Linked DNA regions of Mus musculus: regions 2, 3, 4, 5 and 6 are each linked to region 1. The links are chromatin contacts, called in public HiChIP or PLAC-seq and Micro-C maps. All regions are on one chromosome and are shown on one strand. Each heading gives the region's core, a stretch centred on a gene start, on an enhancer-like site or on the middle of the called end of the contact. The rest is flanking DNA. Distances are from core to core; before and after follow the strand shown.

Region 1 (2,976 bases), core at 345-2,844:
CAGCACAAACTCTTGAAAAATGCCTCAGTCATACATAAAATGCCAAAAATGATCACTACGCAAACCTGCCTTTTTTCAAAAGATCCAATGTTAGTATTTGTCAAATTTATTTTCCAGGATGGTGAAATGTCAATGGTTATAAGAACTATGTTACTATGACCATGAAGACCCAAGTTCGGAGTCTGCAGAGGCCAGAAGAGGGCATCAGAAACCCTGGAGTTGGGGTTACAGACCAGTGGTTGTGAGCAGGCACATGGGTACTGGGAACTGAACTCTGATCCTTTGCTAGTAAAGCAAGAGCTGTACCTGCTGAATCGTCTCTCTAGCCCCCGCCCCCCAGTTAGCGTTTCTTCTAGGCCCTGCCCCATAGTTACCTGGCAACAGCCAGGTATGCCTGCCTGACTCACTGTAAAAGGGGCTGCTTGACGCCTCCTCACTCTCTTACCTACCATCTTACACTCTTCCCTCTCTGTCCCTCCCCTCCCCTCCCCTCCCCTCCCTCCCCTCCCCTCCCCTCCCCTCCCCTCTCTCTCCCTTACCCTCTTAACTCCTCCCCAAACTCTATTCTATACTATACTCCTTGTGTGACTGGTATCTCAGGGGGAACGGATACCTCAGCATGGGCCTGCAGAGGAACCATTCTACCACAACATACCACGCCTCCACCAAGCATATCCCTTCCTTCTTTTTTATAAAACACAACACCCCCCAAAAGAGGTAGAAATCTATAGAAAGGGCAACAGTTGCGAACAAATGCCTTTATTCCCACTCAGGAGATAGAGGTAGCCAGAGATTTTCGAGTTCGTGGCTAGCCTATTCTACAGAGCAAATTCTAGGACCGCCAGGGTATATAGAAAGACCCTGACTTTATTCAAAAGAAGAAGGGAGGGGACGGTCATGCATCCGTCAGCTAGGTTAATGATCTCCAACATCATTCAACCTTGCCGACTTAACCCAGCACTGGGTCCCTGGTTTCTCTACCTCAATTACCCAAGAAACTGAAGCGCTCCCAGCAGCAACCCTCTCTCCTTCCCCCTCCAGTTTGTTCTTCCATGCTCCCCTTCCCGGTGCTCACCAGACCCAGGGTTAATTTAGAATCAACACAGATTTCCTTGGCAGGAAGCCCCATGATCTTTGTTGTTGCGGTCCTCTGACCTCTAGACATTGCTCTCCTAGGCTAGATAAGGTTTTGTTTGTTCTTTAGAGGGACAGGAAGGAAAAAAACTCCAAGTATTTATTATCCTGACACACTTGGGAGCATTTATGGTCCAAATACGAATTGCTAAATGTCGGTTCAGGTAATTCTCATTAAAAGCCCAGCCAACCTGGTCCTAATACTAGCAGGTGAGAGCAGAAAGCACTGAGACCTGGAGCAATAAGACTCCGGTTGGAGCGAGGGCAGATCCTGGAGGGACACCTTGGGACTCAGCGGGTCTAGCCCCGGGCTAGTACCGACTAGCACTGGAAAAGCCATGCCTAAGTACTTTCTACCTGGACACCGCCCGCCTGGAGCTGCCTGGGGCGTTTTGGAGCGCAGAGGCTTGGAGCCAGTCTGTGAAACACGTGATCGCCAGGGGCGGAGCCCGCCGGGAGCCCCGCTCCCCGGGAGTTAACCCGAGGCTTCGGCGCGGGCGCGCAGTCTGTGGAGCAGCGGCAGCAGCGGCGGCGCGGGCACGGAGTCCAGCCCGCCGCTGACATGGCCACGGTTCGAGAGAAGGCGGCGGCGCTGAACCTGTCGGCTCTGCACAGCCCTGCACAGAGACCTCCGGGTGGGTCGGAGGGCCGCGGCAGCGTGGGGCGGGCGCGGGCTGTGGGCGGGCGGTGCGCTCCGCGGGCTGCGCGGCCGCGAGGATCCGCTTTCTCCTCCTGGGTGGGCAGCCGGCCACGGGCCACGGGCCACGGACCCCGCCGCAGCCAGAGCTCGGCGTTTTAGGAACTTTACCAAACTTCGCTCGCAGTGGGGGTTAGGCTCCACAGCCTGACTTGTGACACGCGCGGAATTTTGAATAGTTTCCTGGCCAGCGTCTGGAGAACGAACTCTTGACTGCATGGTGGGATCAGAGGTCGGTGGCTCCCAGACTCAGGAGATGAAGTAATATTGTGTAAATTTAACACTTTCGCTACAAGCAATGTTTCAGTGAAGCCCCCATCACCCCCCCCCAACCCCTGATCTGATAGTTACATGACTTTGGGAGACAAATGTATTGAATCATTGAGGGCGGGTGTAAGATCTTTGACCCGAATCCGATAATCCGTTCTAAAATTCTGACTCTTAATTCTGCAAATAAGGAGATATTTGGATTTGTTTGGATAAGGTGCCACCTTTCCCCCTTTCTGGAACTGCGGGATAGAGAGCTGGAGAAATTGGCTCTCTACCAAAGCTTTTCATTTGTAAAATGCCAACTTGCGGAAACAGTGATTCCTTCCCCTAGGTCAGAAAAGTGTATCTCAGTGGTCCCAGCTATTGTGTTTGACTGACTTTACTAATCAATGCTCCACATAATCTCCAAGATCTTAATGATGAATTTTGCTAGAGAACTGCTTTCTCGGTACAGATTATAAAAGCGGCCTATAGTCCAGCTGTAGAGGTGTAAGCCCTCAGTCCTACACTGGGGAGGCAGAGAGAGGTAAGGCCTCTGAGTTCCAAGTCAGCTCTACACAGAAAGTTCCAAACCAAACAGTTAAAAAATGAGACTGTCTCAAAAAACAAAACAAAACAAAAAAAACCCCAGCAAACAAGATCTGACCACTTACTGCTCTCACCTAACAGGCTCTGATCACTTTATCACTTGACATGGCACTGGAAATTGTTGATAGCTTTAGGCTCTCTCTGGTAAATGGGATTCCCAAATTCACCTACTTTAACTCGGAAGGTCTTTCCTAACAGCTGAAATGTCAGTTCTGGGCTCTGGACATTTGTGAACAGGTTTTTAGGTGGTGAGAGGGAATGCATTTTAAAACTGGGTAGCTAGCTGA
Region 2 (2,976 bases), core at 255-2,754, 930 kb before region 1:
TATTGGTCAGCACCTCTCCCCCTCCATTTCCCTCCCAGCCCACCCCTAAAATGCTTAAATCCCGGCATTGTCCGGATGGGTGTCCCAGCAAAGAGCTTTCTTGTAGGAGGCTAGTTAACTCTCAAGCTTCCTTTCTTCCACATCCTACAGTTGTCTATATGGAAAGTAGATTCAAAGTCTCTAACGCATAGGACACCCTGAAATCCCATCGTTTTGGGATTTTTACAGATAGGGTGTCTAGAAAAGTTCTCTTTCCATTCTCCAACCCCGGGACATTCCTTCAAGTCTCCTTTTCTTCTAACCTCAGTACTAAAGAGGTAAGTGTTCAGCTTCAAATGAAAAGCTTGCTAAGGTCACCGCTCTATAGAATATGTCTGAACAGCTGCCTGGTAGAAGGGCCAGGGACTGACTCCTGCCATTTGTTTTGTTCAGGAGCTAGAAACGTGCAGGCCTGATGCTCAGGATTTTGAGACTGGGAAAGAGAGAGCAAATGTCAGGGCTGGCTCACTCCAGCAGCCTGGAACCGAACTAAGCACATCCTGACAGGCTTTTAAAATGACATTGATTGAGACAAGCTGTTCCCAACCCCAGTAAGAGTTAATCTGCCTGTTAATCAAGGCACTAAGGGGCTCAATGCGAGTTTTATTAGTGACTGGAGAGCAGAGGCAGCAGTAGCAAGGGATCAAAAGCTGAAATCCCAGATACTTTGTCAGTGCACACTCCTCCAAAAAAACAATGTATTTTTCAATTAGAGAACAATTTGGCGCTTTTCATCATTTCCTAACCCAGTCTCACAGATGGTGACTTGAAGCCTCCCCATCAGGGAAAAACTTGTGGGGATTGGGAGTCAGGGACAGAGCAATGAGGGATTAAGCCCTGGTTGTTTCCTCGGAGATCGGGGTCCACCTGGGAGAATATCCGAACTCTGGGATCAAGGCTCTGCAGCCAGATTCCTCCCGAAAAGAAAAGGAATGAAAAAGGGAAGCAAAAGAAAAAATAATACCACAAATACAGGCACTCGTCCTTCTAGGTCTGGCCAAGCATCTCTGCCAGTGCACTAGAAAGTTCTCATGCAAGATTTACTCTCTCTCTCTCTCTCTCTCTCTCTCTCTCTCTCTCTCTCTCTCTCTCCCTTTCCCTCTCTCTCTCCCTTACTTCTCTCTCCCTCTCTCCCTGGAAGCTGGATTCTCTTTGGTTTTCTTTTCCAAGTCTGGGCACTGGCGGAAATTTGAATACTAAGTTCTCCAATAATTCAAATGATACGAAGTCTGAGGGAGGAAAAAGTAGACACACCAATCCGATTTGCCCTCTGATCAAGGAGGGCAGCAGAGTAAGACCACAGCAGAGGAAGTCCCTGGCTCACCCTGGGCGCAGGGCGAGGACTCTGGTCAGAGGTAATTATGTCACCGCGTTTTCTCGCCGTGACAGCCGAATAAACACAATCTCCAATAAACATCTCTAATGAGGGAGGAGGCCCGAGGATGGCTGGTTTGATTTATGACTAGAGGAGAAGGTCCACTTCCTACTGCGAAGCGGGCAAACTGCTCACGGCTCAACTCTGGAATAAGGAACTCTCGGAGGAGAGGACCCCCGTTCAGGTAAGGTGCTCAGACTGGTGGCCACTTTGCCCGTGGCCTCCTTTCTATGTGAGGCGCTCAGAGGGGACTCTGCTCAGAGTTAGACTCCTGGGCACCTGTCACAGGTGCTTGAGAGCCAAACGATCTGGACAAGTGCCTCCAGCGGGTCTAGAGAGAGGGCGTCAGGAGCACGCGTGGGAGTGGGCGAGATCCAGGCCAGGCCTGCTACATGGCCTCAAATTTCCGGTGGGTTGCTCCGGTGCCCCGACTCAGGCAGCCTGAGCGGCTCCTGGTAAGCTTAGGGCTTGAGTGAGAGATTTTCCAACCTGGCGAAAACACCTTTTAGTTTAAGTTAGGGGTAATCACTTTCCTGACCCACTTCGGCCAAGTTCTGGCCTTCCTGGAGCCGGAGCATGGCTGGGTATCTCTCTCCAGGGCACTCAGCAACCGGGTTCCCCTGGAGCCCACATGCTTCCCGCCGAGGCAAAGAGCTCCGCCGCTGCTAGGAACCCGTTCCCGGTAACCCGAGCCCGCATTCTAGCTCAGTGAGAATCGCTAATTATTAGGTCTTCCGAAGGAAGCTCAAATCACACGCTGGGGCCTTCGCGCGCGCTGCCCAGCTCTGGAGGGCCGCATTCTTTCGTCCTGTGCTCCTTTCGGGGGAAACGAACCCCAAGACTTTGACTTCGATATGGAACACACATCTACACAACCTTGGGGAAACTTTTGTCGCAAGTCGCCCGACCTTCCGCGGGGTGCTCCATGAATTCGGCGCGAGGCTTGGTGGCTTCTCCAAGCATGAATGTCGCTAATTGCATCGGGGGAAGGCGTGTTGCAAACTGCATGCCCACCGCCTGCTTTTCTTAGGATCTCAGCGATTTCTTTAGACTGCGGCCACAGCCACCACCCTCCCACCCCCCACATCACCCCCAGCTCAGGGCCAGACGGGAAGTCCTCTCTTGAGACCACAACATTTTGTTACTTTTACAAAGAAGCATGCTTCGCAAAGACATCCCCTCCCCCTCACCCCCGTCCCATCCGCAGCAACTCCTCTACCATCTTTGTAAGCTTCCTTTAAAAAGAAAAAGAAAAAAATCAAGGCCGGGGCCACTCGGGGAGGGTTTCTATGACCTGAACACACAGGTTGCACGTCGGAGAGGGGCGCCGCTACTCTTGGGGTGAGTCTGGCTAGAATCAAAGCGGTTACCTGTGAGCCGAGGGTGGGGTGTCAGGTGAGTCTGGTGGCGCTGGTTCCCACACTTCTCAAAGCCGCTTCTCGGGGGGAAGTAGCAGATCTGACAACCGGGTTCTACGCGAGGACCTGCCCCAGAGTTTAAATGTCAACGATAAGAAAAGAGGGTGCTCCGGCAGGCGCTAACTTTCCTTAATATCCACGCCA
Region 3 (2,976 bases), core at 194-2,693, 720 kb after region 1:
ATAATAAGCTATTGGGTAAGGGCCTTAAATACTGCAGAAGTTCAGGGTCCAGTGTTGTAAACAGGGATGTCATGGGCTTTTAAGAAAAATGACAGCCAGATTGGTCTTTAGAAGGTAACTCTGGCAGCAAGCAAGCAAAGAAAGAAGGCTATCTAAATAAGAAGTTATAGCAATAAACTATTTCAGATGAAATACATTTGAGCTGGCCAACCTTTCCTACAGAAAAACTTTCTGTGTGTTAGTACAGGCTGAGTAGGGGGAAGTGTGTTTTTTGGAAAGACAAATGTCTTAGCAGGTACGAGTGGAGGCCATAACAGAAAACCCAGGAAATATCTCTGCCACCACTTAGCTACCTGTAACTCCAAGAAATCTGTACCTCTTAAAGGCCCCTAAAAACAGAGGACATAGATGCCCAGATTCCAGTAATGAAGCAAAAACCAAAAGTGTGTCTTCCCCATGTGAGAGGGCCATTTTGCAGCCTCCACAAATATATACGGAAGCACAAGAAACCCAGGCTATGCGGTCAAGAATGTAAACAATCCTGACACAGGGGGTGAGGGTGACAAGAAAGGGGCACACGGCAGGACCATTTGTCCCTCCACGCTAAAACAGTCCTGGTTTCTGAAAGAATTCTCGCATGCCCGGTGTTTATTTTTGGAGTAAATGCTGGTCATCTGGGAAACCCTAAGGTAACTGCAGTCACCTGTAAGGCCTCACCGGAAGTCGGTGACAAAACCCAAAATCCAACCACCCACCATAAAAAGGGAAACTGACAGCCAAAAAAGTCGCCGACACAAGACAAAGTGTATGCTGCCCGCGATCACGATGGCATCAGAGTCAGAAGGTCGCAGGCCTTCTCGCGCGCGTTCTACCTGCCCACGAGGGCTCTGGTCATCAGGGACCCCAGGCGCGACAGGGATGCGCGTGGGCCGAGACAGTGGCCTTTCCACAGCGCTAGACCAGGCCCCAAAGGGCCAGCGAGGGTCCGCGGGGTGCAGGACCAGGGAGCCACCTCTCTCTTCCGCAACCCGGCCTAGCCGAGGCTTGAGGGAGAGGGCGCTAAGTTCCCGGGGACCTAGGCCTGGGCAGGGGTAAGACCTGGATGCCCAGACCGCTCCCCCGAGTCTCCTTCAGCCCCCCGGGGCGCTATGCGGGATAACGGCCGCCTTGCAGTCACCCTGCTGCGGAGGGAGCCCACGTCCAGCCAGCGACCCCGGGCCTCCTTCCCTGCCTCCTTCCACGTTCCCACCCCTGCCGAGAGCACCGCCCCATTACTTGATTAGGTCCCTGTAGTCCACGAAGGATAAGATGAGCAGCAGAGGGTCGGTGGGCAGCGACTCCAGGGTCAGCAGCCCCGTCTCGGCCTCTACGGCAGCCATCTTGCCCGGCCCGCTGCAGCCTTGGCACCACCCCGGCCCCGCCCCCGCCCCCGCCGCCCGAACCGCTCGGCGGCCGCTAGCACAGGTTAGTTATGTAACTGTCACCCGGCCCCAGCCCCGCCCCCGGGATGCCCCGCCCACCCCGCGGTCAGCCCTGCGGGGGCGCTGCTGTCCCTGCCAGTCTGTTTCTGAGTCTTTGGTCTCTTCTTCCACGCATTTTATATCTCGTATCCTCAAAGCCTCTCCCTAAATCTTACACTAACCCTACCTGGCCTTTGGGTCCCAAACCCATTGCTTCATTTCCAATCCATGGTCTCTGTTGCCAGCCTCGGACTCCCATTGCCACTCACCCCCACCTGCACTCGGAATTGCTGCTCTGAGCCCTGTCCACTTAGCAAGGAAGGAATGATGGGGAAAGAGACACAGGGGAAGGCATTCCAACTTTGAAATGATAGGGAGGTTATAATTCTTCCATGGCCCACAAGGCAAAAAACTGTCCTTCAAAAAAACCGAAAATGACCTCTGGATAAATTCCTTGTCCAACAAATGTTAATTGCCCAAGCCCTTACCACCAGGCTTCTAAACCTACTGGTCCCAGAGAAAGTTTCTTCCAACTACTTAAGTGTAAGAAATAATCAAATGTGAGTATTTTCCACCAAGTGCTATAAAACTTGTGTTTAGGACAAGGAATTTGATTCTTTTTAACCTTCTGAGCACACCCTCTTGATAAACATAAATTTGTCTTGTCTAGACACAATAGTTGGAGTGGTGGTCTCTTTCTTTTCTGAACCGGCCTGCAGGTCTGTCTGCAAGGGAGAGAGTGGGGATGGAGGGGCAAGAGATTCGAAGAATGGAAACAAGACAGGGTATATAAGCACAAGCTGGGGAGTCCAGGATGTGTCTGAGAAAAACAGGATATTATTATAGTGTGTTCAGCTGTGGTGGGCTGCTTGCAAAAACATCATGCTAGGAAAACAAGTCTCTCATCAGGGTGGAAAAGTACCAACCTGTAAGTAAATAGCCCGCGATGGCTGCAGAGATGGTAGTAGTTTCTGCTAAGAGTCAGCTCCCAACAATTTTCAACCTCAAACTTTCTTTCTTTCTTCCTTCCTTTCTTCCTTTCTTTCTTTCTTTCTTTCTTTCTTTCTTTCTTCTTTCCTTCTTTTTAAAGATTTGTTTATTATATGTAAGTACACTGTAGCTGTCTTCAGACACATCAGAAGAAGGCATCCAATCTCATTACAGATGGTTGTGAGCCACCATGTGGTTGCTGGGATTTGAACTCTGGAAGAGCAGTCAGTGCTTTTAACCGCTGAGCCATCTCTCCAGCCCTCAAATTTATTTCTAACATCAAGACAGAGGAGGGTATGATATAGCCTGCCCTTCTGACGAGTTTCTCTCAACTACTTTAACTTGGTTGACATGGCAAATTCTCAGCCTACAAGTAAAAAGTAAGGAAATTGAATTCTTTACATTTTATTTTATAAATTTGGATTTAGTACCCCAAGCATGGGGGCTGAAGTGAATGAGACCACTGTAGGACGGGAAGGTGCAATTCTTCAGCTTTGTAAAGATGCTATGGAGGGTGGGTGTGGAA
Region 4 (2,976 bases), core at 328-2,827, 700 kb after region 1:
GGTAGTGATTGGACAGTGCCATACTTCCCAGCAACCTGCGGGGAACACAGACTCAAAACCATCAAAAGCAGAACAGAGACAAACAGAGGCACAGGGCTATGCTTTATTTATTTATTTATTTTTTTGATAAATAATTTCATACTGACAAACATTTTTCATTGTATTTAAAACAAACAAAAACTTGCTATGGAGTCTTAGCTGGCTTGGTACTTGCTATATGTTGGCCTCAAATTTGAGTTAATCCTCCTGCTTCAGCCTCCATCCAGAGAACTGAGATGATCGGCATTAGAATTGTCACCATGCCCAGCCACACACTGGTAACTTTCTAAGAACTAGTTAGCATAGAAATTCTAAACCAAGAATATCAAAACCACTAACATTGCTATATATCAAATTCACTCTTTTAATCAGAAAGATTCTGATTTAGATTTTAAAATTAAATGCGCGCACACACACAAACACACAAACACACACACACAGACACACACGCTCAGACACACTCAGCAAATGGCAAATACCTAAAATTCCAGCTGTTCAAAAGACTGAGAAAGGAATTATAATGAGGTTAAGGCCAACATAGACTACAAAGTAAGACTTTGTCTTCAAAATTAAAAAAACAAAAAATCTATCTTATTATATACTGAACTGCCAGTACTTCTGTGATTTGCTACTTATGTATATTCATAAATGCATACACATATATTAATAGCTAATTTAATGGGGGAAAAGGGATAACTTTTCTGACATTTTATCTTGGATCAACTTTCAGCTTATCTCATGAAACCAGAACTACTGGTCACTGGTAAAGAGTCCTCTTACCAAGTCTGACGTCTTGGGATGGTGTATGGATAGGCAGATAGATAAGTAACTTTTTATTTTAAGTTGTATGTCTATGTGTGGATGTGACACACACACACACAGAGAGAGAGAGAGAGAGAGAGAGAGAGAGAGAGAGAGTGTGAGAACACAAGAACAGGTGCCAGAGGCATTGCAAGTCCCTGGAGTTGGGATTTCTGGCCACTGTGAGCTGCCTGATGGGGGTTGGGAACTTGGGACCTCTGCCAGAGCAGGACTCACACTTAACCACTGAGCCATCTCTCCAGCCCCTTAACCTGCCTGTTGATGAACCATCCTTGATACTCTGTATTCTGAGTACTTCACTTTGTATTATCAGTAGGATCTCATTGGAGAATCCCAAGACACACTCAACCCAGATGTGAAATCATTAACAGTTTCCCATAATTCTTCACTGTAGTGTTATTTATCTTGTGTGTCTGGCCCTTTAAAGGATCCCCAGTTGCTAGTCAACGTGCCCTTTAAGAATTCTTAGCTGTTTGTTAGAACTGCTTGATCCTATGACCTTCAGTGTTACTTGCCTCTTGGATTTCTGGAAACACGATAGGATATTTAAAAAAAAAATGGAGCTGAGGCGGGGGGGGGGGGGGGGGGTGGCAGAGCGAGAGAAGGCAGTTGGTCCAGAAAATAGTGTTAGGAGACAGTTGAGCCAGGAGAAGGAGCTGAGCAGACAGAAGAGAACAGTTGTTACAGTTGGGAGCTGCTAATGTTGGGAAAGCTGGGAGAAGAGACTGTTTACACAGACTGTTGCGTACTGTTGGGAGACAGTTTAAAGGGGCTGGGCTGGAAAGTGGGAGCAACAGTTGGGAAAGAAATTAGATTCATGGATTCTCCTCTCTCTCTCTCTCTCTCTCTCTCTCTCTCTCTCTCTCTCTCTCTCTCTGTGTGTGTGTGTGTGTGTGTGTGTGTGTGTGTGTCCTCTGTCCTTTATCTTTCTTGCTCTCCTATTCAGTGTTAGGGGGGGAGAAAGCAGGGGGAGAAAGGTTGGGAAAAAGAAGAATCCACACAGTAGCAAGGGCCAGCTACACAGTACATAGAGAGCAACAGCAGGTTCCATTAAGAACAATGCACCATTCTTTTTGCATTCTTGGTATTTTATAAATATATTATCTTTGAAATAGTTTAATTCCATGGAAGTACAAAAAAAAGACATATTCAAAGTTTATAGCTTTAAAAATTGTGAATAAATGTGATGGCTACTATATGGTCTTCATTTACCAAAAACAAAAAACAACAACTAAGAACCCCCCAAAACAAAAAGACTTCCATGAATACAACTTACAAAGTTTTTTTTTAAAGGCCATTCAGTTATAGGATGTTCTTGATTATGACAAAACTCTACTTTCCTTAGTTTGGTGTACACAGCTCTGAACAAATCATGCTTTTTGCATGTATAGTAGACAGAATGTGCATTAAGTTCCTAAAACATTTTACCTAGCTTGTAACAGAGTAACCACACCACATCAAGCCATTCAGTCAAATGCACTCACAAATATGCACACATGCACAAATATGCACACATGCACATCCCCTCCTGCACCCACAGCTTCCTTCTCAACCAGATCTTACTTTAATCATAAAAATGTGCTGGCAGGAATAATGCTCTTATAAGTCACATTTATTTTGGTAAACTTTAACTTAATCTATACATATTACATTATGGACTGCTATAAGGAAAAGGAAGGAACCCCCCCATACATACATTTCTTATACATGTTTAGTAAAGATAGCTAAGAAAAACTATGAATAAAATGTAATTTGATTCATTCTAGAAAGTAATACCCATTTCTGAAAATTACTAAAACATCAAACACCTTACCCCGGCACCACTAACTTTTGCCCGTTGTGGATCCGGTATGAACAGCGATAATCATCCGGGAGCTTGCAACCGATCTGAGCTTCGACAGCATCCAGGTCTTCCTCACGTGCGCCCTCTGCAAATACACACCCGAGACACAAGTGTGTGCGCAAATACACACCCGAGACGCAAGTGTGTGCGCACACTCAGACTTCAGGGTAGTCTAGGTCAGCTGTCAACCCATGAAACCATCTTATGACAAGTGAATTCCGTTTAAAATATACTGTCAAAATACCAGACACTGAATTGGAAAATAATTTTAA
Region 5 (2,976 bases), core at 126-2,625, 650 kb after region 1:
TAAATGAAATAAATACCTAATAAAAAAGTGGGGGGGGGGGGAGAAAAGGTTCTGAGAGGGCTAGAGGGATGGAATTACCTGATCCAAGACAACAGGGCAGTCTCAAAATCACTTTGGATGTATCTTGCTTTTTACTTACCAAGGTCTGGAAGCTAAGTGACTTAACATAACCCAGTGTTAGCAGTCTCATGGGCCTTACGGGCTTGGACATGCTGTAGCTAAGCCTACAACAGACCCCAAAAGTCCTTTCTTCAGTTCAAAGCAGTAATTACATCAGCAGCTTAGGACAAAGCAAAACACCATCACAATGGAAAGGCCCCTCCCAGCCACCTGGTGGCTCCATAAGCACTTCAGAGCTCTTGAAATTGCACAGATCTGGACTTCACCTAAAATGGCCTCAGTCTCTTAACAACTTATCTCAGGATCCTAAATCCCTGGCTCATCCCAACTCCCACCCTAAAGTCCATTTGATTTTGTTTTTGTTTTCCTTCTACTTCTTTCAACCCGCCCAGTGAAAAGGGAGGTTTTTCATTTATAGCAAAGTACATGCCAAACGTTTTTCAGCATGGTCAGGGCATAATGAGGTAACTCCTCCTTAGTCTTCCCAGAAGGATAACAGCAAATGTTGTGAGCTCCCTTGATTGTCGTTCTGACGCGGTCATTCTGTGTGTCTGGCCGGAAGGACTGGAGAAAAGGTGCCCTGAGGTGGGTCTCCGGAACATTGGCTGTTTTCCACATTCCAGGAGATCAACCATGAGCTACCTTAGTGCTCACCACTACCCTGTGAAATAAGTCCTTTCCCTTTACTGATGAGAAAATAGGATTTAATAGCTTCCTTTCGACACCTACGAACGAAAAGGAAAGGTTCTTTTCAAAGTCTGCCCTCAGACTGCAAGGTGGCCGGGCCCATGGACCAAAGATATCCACTAGAGCAGCTACAGATTTGGACCTCAGCAAGAACTGCAGTGAGTTCTTCCAAGCTGAGGTTAGCCCTCAGGCCCCGGGAGACCGACTTCACTGAGAGGCCAGGGGTGCCCTGGAGTCAGGCGCTCAGGGAATGCCTAGCTCCAGCAACCGCTGAGTAGGAAGCAGAGTGCAGGCTGCGGCAAGAAATCGCTATAACAAAAAAGGTCAGAGGTACAGGCCTGAGAGAGGCCTCCCGAGGGACAGCCCGGACGCATGCGCTGCCGAAGCACCCCCACCTTCCACCCGAGGCTCCGCTCCAGCCAACTCTGTGCCCTTGCTTACCTGCAATCTTAGAGTCAGCTAGATCCTGCTCTAGACACTTTTCAGATCGCCAGTGACTGTGCTCATGCTCTGACTGCTGACAGTACACAGCAATGCAAACCAAATCCACTGGCCACGCCCAAGAACTGATGGCCACACCCCCACCACACCCCCTGGGCTCCTATGCCTTCTAGTCACTGCCTTTTCCTCTGTCAGAGAGCATTTGGCTGCCAGAACCAGAATCTCTGGAAACCTAGGATACAGGAAAGGCTTGCATTTCCCTCTGATTTCTTACTCCTAACTAACACCCTAAAAGGCTCTTGATTTTCCCTTTCTTTAAAAACAAACAAACAAACAAACAAACAAAACCACAATGTTTTTGTGCCCATGTTTGCTAGTGCCCAGAACTATCTCTTGACAAATCATAGATATCTTTCCAGGCCATACATCGTGGCTTGCTCCTACTCTCAGGTCCTGACAGCCTCCAAATACTCTTCAGACACAAATGCCATCTATTTTGTTTGGAATGAAGACAAAATCCCGTTGGTCATTAGAAACCTTTGTGGACTGGCCAGGGGCCAGAACTACGTGAAGTTGTGATACAGAGGTGCCTTTATCATTTGGAAAGACTCATAAGCAGGAAGGAAGCCAGAGGGGAACAATAATTTTTTTTAAAATATTTATTTACTTATTTATGTAGCTGTCTTCAGACACTCCAGAAGAGGGCATCAGATTTCGTTACGGATAGTTGTGAGCCACCATATGGTTGCTGGGATTTGAACTCAGGACCTTTGGAAGAGCAGTCGACGCTCTTAACTGCTCAGCCATCTCTCCAGCTCCGGGAACAATAATTTTAAAAAGAGTAAACATTCCAAGAGGCTGGCCTCCTAAGGGAACAAGAAATGCTCTGTTGGTTTTTCTTTTTTTAAGTCTTTCTGCCCACAGGAACATTTCCTGGTGGGGCTGTTGTTGTTGTTGTTGTCGTCGTCGTAGTCGTCCTCGTCCTTGTTTGTTTTCACCTGTAGTATCTATCCCCTGGCATGCAGTGAGTCTGTATCTGCTGTGTCCCAAATGACAAAGGAGGTCAGGAACATCCACTCTTTCCCTAGCCTACCAACAATTACAGAGTCTCCGAGCTATAGAAGAAGTACATAAAACACTTGTAGACCAAAACAAATAGGAAGAGTGGGGAGTCACCAGCTAGGATGCCCTAAACAGATTTGTGCTATTTGTCCTCTTGTACAAACTTTGATTTCTAGGATGGGATGGGCACAGAGTACCCTACTGGGCTTGGTCCTGAACCATTTTAAGGACTTTCACCTAGTCTCAGAAGACTCTGGTCCCCACAAACTCACCAACTTTTGCAGGAACAAATGACCCATCTATAAAGCAGCATGGCCTGAGGAGAGGACTTTCCATCTCCCCATCATTTACAGGGTGAAGGCTGTGGTTTTGGAGCCCAGGGCCACCTGGACCAAGCTCTCTATATATCACCACATGGCAATACCTGGTCAAGAAGCTCCCTGTTTGGATGGGACATATTTTGTCAGCAGCCTGGATGTTCCCTGCCCTTAATCCTCTAAAGTAAGGTCGGCCTGGGCCCCCTGCCTTGCTCTCCCCTTCTGCTCCTGAGGAGGATCTCTGTCCCTCTCCTACTCCTGCCATCACTGTCCCTGCCCAGCCAACACAGGCAGAGGGAGAAGCAGCCCCTGACTCTCCTGACTCCACTTACAGTCTACCTGGGCCCCC
Region 6 (2,976 bases), core at 137-2,636, 620 kb after region 1:
GTGTATCTTTTTTTTCATACTTCACCCCACTATGTGGCAGAGAGGACCAATTTAACCTGTTGTGCTGCAGAGGTGAAATTATCTTTCCAGAGCCATGTGCCTTCCTCTAATAGTCCAATTCAAGCCTTAGAACAGGGGGTGAATCAGGATAGCCTCAGGCTACTAATTCCTGAGCAATTTAATTAGTCCTTCTGGAAATATGGCTGGCTCTAACTGCCTTACTGTCCGCTAGAGAGGCATCTGTTCATATACCAGAGGATTCCTGCTTACATCAGCACTTGTTCTGCTCTGATGTGGATCCCCAAAACCTCAGACTTTAGACCAGATGTCAAAGTCCAAGATCTTGTCCGAGGGTTTGGGGCCCAGGGAAGGGCAGAGGCCAAGGCTCCTCAGTGAATGACTGTGGGGCTTCAAGGTCTGGGCGATTCTTATGATCTCCTTCCACCCACAGACCCAGCTTAAGATTTGAATACTGAAGATTAATGTCTCTAGAGATAGGGAGCCTGTTGTGGGTGGAGCTCTAGATTACAGAAATGTGGTCTTACTGTGTAGGACTGCTAAATTTAAGAAGAGTGTGCTTCAGGTGTGAAGAGTCAGTGTCAAATTACTTCAAGGGCTAGCCCCTAAGGGTTTAAAACTAAAGGGCTTGAATAGCTCAGGTGTGTGGGGAGGCAGGGGTCGGTTGAAATTCAGCACGTGGGGGTCTGAACCTCTGGAGGACAGATATTTGGGGGTGGAACTCCTAGGGCTGGGGTCACATTCTGTTGCCTGACTCTAGGGGGCAATTAAGGCAGCTAGGATTGGGCTCGTTTGGCAGTCACGCACAGCGCTGGGAGTCGAAGCCGTCCCCAGTGATTGTGAGCAGCTCCAGCTCCTTAATCCGGATCTCTAGCTCGCACAGCTCCTCAGGGTGGGAGGCGGATGCGAGCCAGGGGGTCGTGGAGCCGGGGACCAGGGCCGAAGTTGCCATCTCGGGGCCTGGAGGCGGCGAGTAGAAGAAGCGCAGAGGCTCGTAGGGAATAGAAGCCAGGCCGGACGGCCAGGGAGGAGGACACGGGCGCTCGCTGGGGGGACCCAGGCCAGGCGGCGGCGGCGGCACCGTAGCTGGGGGTGCCAGAGGCAGGGATCGGACCCCCGCTACTCCTGCCACCCCGGCCGCCGGCGTCCCGCCCGCCTTCAGCGGCACGAAGAGCTTCTTCCAGATGTTAAAATCGCTCAGCGGAGACGACGAGATGCCCCGGTCGTAGAGCGACGGAAAGTAGAGGGGCGGGGCCGGCCGCTGGCTCATCTTGGGGTTCTGGCTGCCGCGCCGCCCCTTCGGCATCTTTTGAATGGGAGGCTGCGTGAGAGGAACCCCGCGCCGGGAGACGCGCGCCAAAGCCCCGTGTCTAGGAGTTCGGAGATTCCACAGGCCCCGCCCCGACGGAGCGTGGCCCCACCCTTCGCTCTAGCTACGCCCCTAGGAGGCGGAGCTCTGGAGAGCAGAGGCCCCGCCCCACGAGTCAGCTTCGGGCAAAGCTATCGTCCTTGACCTCTTTTGGTGCAGCTGCTGCCCTGCACTACCCGCCCCAAAATAGCCCAGGCACACTTTAGTCTCGGGCCCTAGACTCCTCCCAGAAGCCTTCAATTCTTTTCTGCTGCTAATACTGCACACAGAGTTGGCCGAGGCTGAGAGAGAAATTCAGCTTTCTCCTTTTATCAGGGAGTGGAAAATATTTCCTAACAACCAGACCCTTTGTCCTAGCAATCTTGACTCATTATTTAGAAACTGAAAAAAAATGTGTGGCTGACTTCATTCTCTACAGAGGGAGAAAAGGAAATTTTTCTGGTAAATGTAGAGATGCTATGGAATATTCTGGAAATGGGGAAGCAGTCTGAGTTTGTAATGACCCTGAGGCAAACAACTTTTTTTTTTTTTTTTTATGAAATGCAGTTTAATTCTCTTCTGAACACATAAGTTATCAGGAGCTGACAGGCAGCAAAACACCAAAAGGAAATTATGGGGCCCACCTCAAACACCACACCCATCCCTGAGAACTGGATGTTCTGTCCAAGAGACATGTACAGCTCATTTTTATGAACTATGAGCCAGTAACTAAGGAGAAGTCAATTTCCTTCAGGCTGCTTACTCTTTTAATGATCACCTGCAGGAATGAGCAGGGAGGGTTGGAGGTCATGGAAGCGCAGGCTCAGCTCCGTGAGCGAACTTGTGTATACAGATATGTGCTAAATACATGGGGTGGGGCAGCAAAAGATGGAGTCTGATATCCAGACTGCTAGTCTTGGGCAAGCAGTTTGACTTGGAGGAGAGGCTGGTTGTTTGCTTTTGTGTAACCCAAGTTGGATTAGAACTTCCCATGTGGTCGGCCACATAATTCCAGCAATCCTCTTGTCTCTCTTACCTGGCAGGCGTCAGAGACGAGCATCACCATGCCTAGCATGTCGCTGGACATGTACATGTTTTCTCTCTTTTCCTTTTTAAGTTTTATTGTGTGTGGAACCATGAGTGTGTGTGTGTGTGTGCACTCAGATGCCCACAGAGGTCAGGAGGATATGGGTGCCGGAGACTGTATCAGATCAGGGTCTTCTGCAGGAGCACTCAATGCTCGTACCGGACTAACCCATTTCAATAGCACTGTTTAGTTGTTTGTAAAATAGGTCTGAGCCCCTCCTCCACCTCCTGCATCAAAGAGCAAAGGATATTTTATTACTCAAACAAGAGGAACCTGAGCTAAATGATGAAATATAAAGTAGGTGTGCTCAAGAGCAGCTTTCCCGTTAGTGAAATATTTATATATGTCATCATCTGCCCCTCATCTAGTTGCTTGCAGATGGTCGCTGGTGAACATGGGCACATTCTGGCTTGTGAACCAAAGAGGGCATCTTTCCCTCCCGCTGCATGACCTGTTGTTTTCTCTTTCTAACTCCAATACATTGCCCTCAAGTTCCCTTTTGTGTCTTGCTTTTAAAATTCTT

Evidence for each region. Hi-C and Micro-C count contacts between places; a contact is called where the count stands out from the background. HiChIP or PLAC-seq counts read pairs in DNA pulled down with a chosen protein or histone mark.
Region 2: a contact with region 1 is called in a Micro-C map of embryonic stem cells, with 8 times the contacts expected there. The contact joins the promoter of Pax6os1 here to the promoter of Depdc7 in region 1. A contact is called at or near these places in 1 of 39 promoter capture datasets (hippocampal neurons) and 1 of 484 Hi-C or Micro-C datasets (embryonic stem cells).
Region 3: an H3K27ac HiChIP or PLAC-seq map of embryonic stem cells shows a contact between it and region 1, with 6 times the contacts expected there. The contact joins the promoter of Fbxo3 here to the promoter of Depdc7 in region 1. A contact is called at or near these places in 5 of 39 promoter capture datasets (the C10 cell line, HPC-7-derived erythroid cells, hippocampal neurons and 2 more), 2 of 484 Hi-C or Micro-C datasets (both in embryonic stem cells), 2 of 115 datasets of contacts at active chromatin or transcription factors (astrocytes and embryonic stem cells) and 2 of 9 other capture datasets (macrophages and pancreatic islet).
Region 4: an H3K4me3 HiChIP or PLAC-seq map of stem cell-derived neural progenitor cells shows a contact between it and region 1, with 2.7 times the contacts expected there. The contact joins the enhancer-like site here to the promoter of Depdc7 in region 1. A contact is called at or near these places in 5 of 39 promoter capture datasets (the C10 cell line, HPC-7-derived erythroid cells, hippocampal neurons and 2 more), 4 of 484 Hi-C or Micro-C datasets (the HPC-7 cell line, embryonic stem cells and liver) and 4 of 115 datasets of contacts at active chromatin or transcription factors (astrocytes, embryonic stem cells and stem cell-derived neural progenitor cells).
Region 5: a contact with region 1 is called in an H3K27ac HiChIP or PLAC-seq map of trophoblast stem cells, with 5 times the contacts expected there. The contact joins the promoter of Cd59a here to the promoter of Depdc7 in region 1. A contact is called at or near these places in 3 of 39 promoter capture datasets (the 3T3-L1 cell line, hippocampal neurons and pre-B cells) and 3 of 115 datasets of contacts at active chromatin or transcription factors (embryonic forebrain, embryonic stem cells and trophoblast stem cells).
Region 6: a contact with region 1 is called in an H3K27ac HiChIP or PLAC-seq map of epiblast stem cells, with 10 times the contacts expected there. The contact joins the promoter of A930018P22Rik here to the promoter of Depdc7 in region 1. A contact is called at or near these places in 14 of 39 promoter capture datasets (the 3T3-L1 cell line, the C10 cell line, the HPC-7 cell line and 7 more), 3 of 15 datasets of contacts at CTCF or cohesin (embryonic stem cells, large pre-B cells and stem cell-derived epiblast-like cells), 7 of 484 Hi-C or Micro-C datasets (the Ba/F3 cell line, embryonic stem cells and nephron progenitors), 10 of 115 datasets of contacts at active chromatin or transcription factors (astrocytes, bone marrow-derived macrophages, embryonic forebrain and 5 more) and 1 of 9 other capture datasets (embryonic stem cells).

The regions. Positions count from the first base shown.
Region 1 is chr2:104,741,475-104,744,450 of GRCm38.p6, reverse strand. It overlaps Depdc7 (DEP domain containing 7), which reads left to right and starts at 1,594. Exons shown (of 9, transcript NM_144804.2): 1 at 1,594-1,769. The coding sequence starts at 1,697.
Region 2 is chr2:105,668,858-105,671,833 of GRCm38.p6, reverse strand. Pax6os1 (paired box 6 opposite strand 1) reads left to right here and starts at 1,504. Exons shown (of 4, transcript NR_002867.2): 1 at 1,504-1,598. It also overlaps a transcript of Pax6 not described here.
Region 3 is chr2:104,026,266-104,029,241 of GRCm38.p6, reverse strand. Fbxo3 (F-box protein 3) reads right to left here and starts at 1,443. Exons shown (of 11, transcript NM_212433.1): 1 at 1,276-1,443. The coding sequence starts at 1,379. 4931422A03Rik (RIKEN cDNA 4931422A03 gene) reads left to right here and starts at 881. Exons shown (of 5, transcript NM_175161.3): 1 at 881-1,464; 2 at 1,955-2,020. The coding sequence starts at 2,019.
Region 4 is chr2:104,042,717-104,045,692 of GRCm38.p6, reverse strand. It overlaps Fbxo3 (F-box protein 3), which reads right to left. Exons shown (of 11, transcript NM_212433.1): 4 at 2,675-2,789; 5 at 1-35. Among named protein-coding and RNA genes, the nearest start is that of 4931422A03Rik, 16 kb to the right of the region's middle. Within about 2 kb of position 1,577, at least 17 of the 459 cell types and tissues checked have an H3K27ac peak or open chromatin away from gene starts, as enhancers often do. A contact at or near this core is called in liver and stem cell-derived neural progenitor cells, where this site is marked.
Region 5 is chr2:104,094,200-104,097,175 of GRCm38.p6, reverse strand. Cd59a (CD59a antigen) reads right to left here and starts at 1,375. Exons shown (of 4, transcript NM_007652.5): 1 at 1,249-1,375.
Region 6 is chr2:104,121,179-104,124,154 of GRCm38.p6, reverse strand. It overlaps A930018P22Rik (RIKEN cDNA A930018P22 gene), which reads right to left and starts at 1,386. Exons shown (of 2, transcript NM_026634.2): 1 at 826-1,386. The coding sequence starts at 1,324.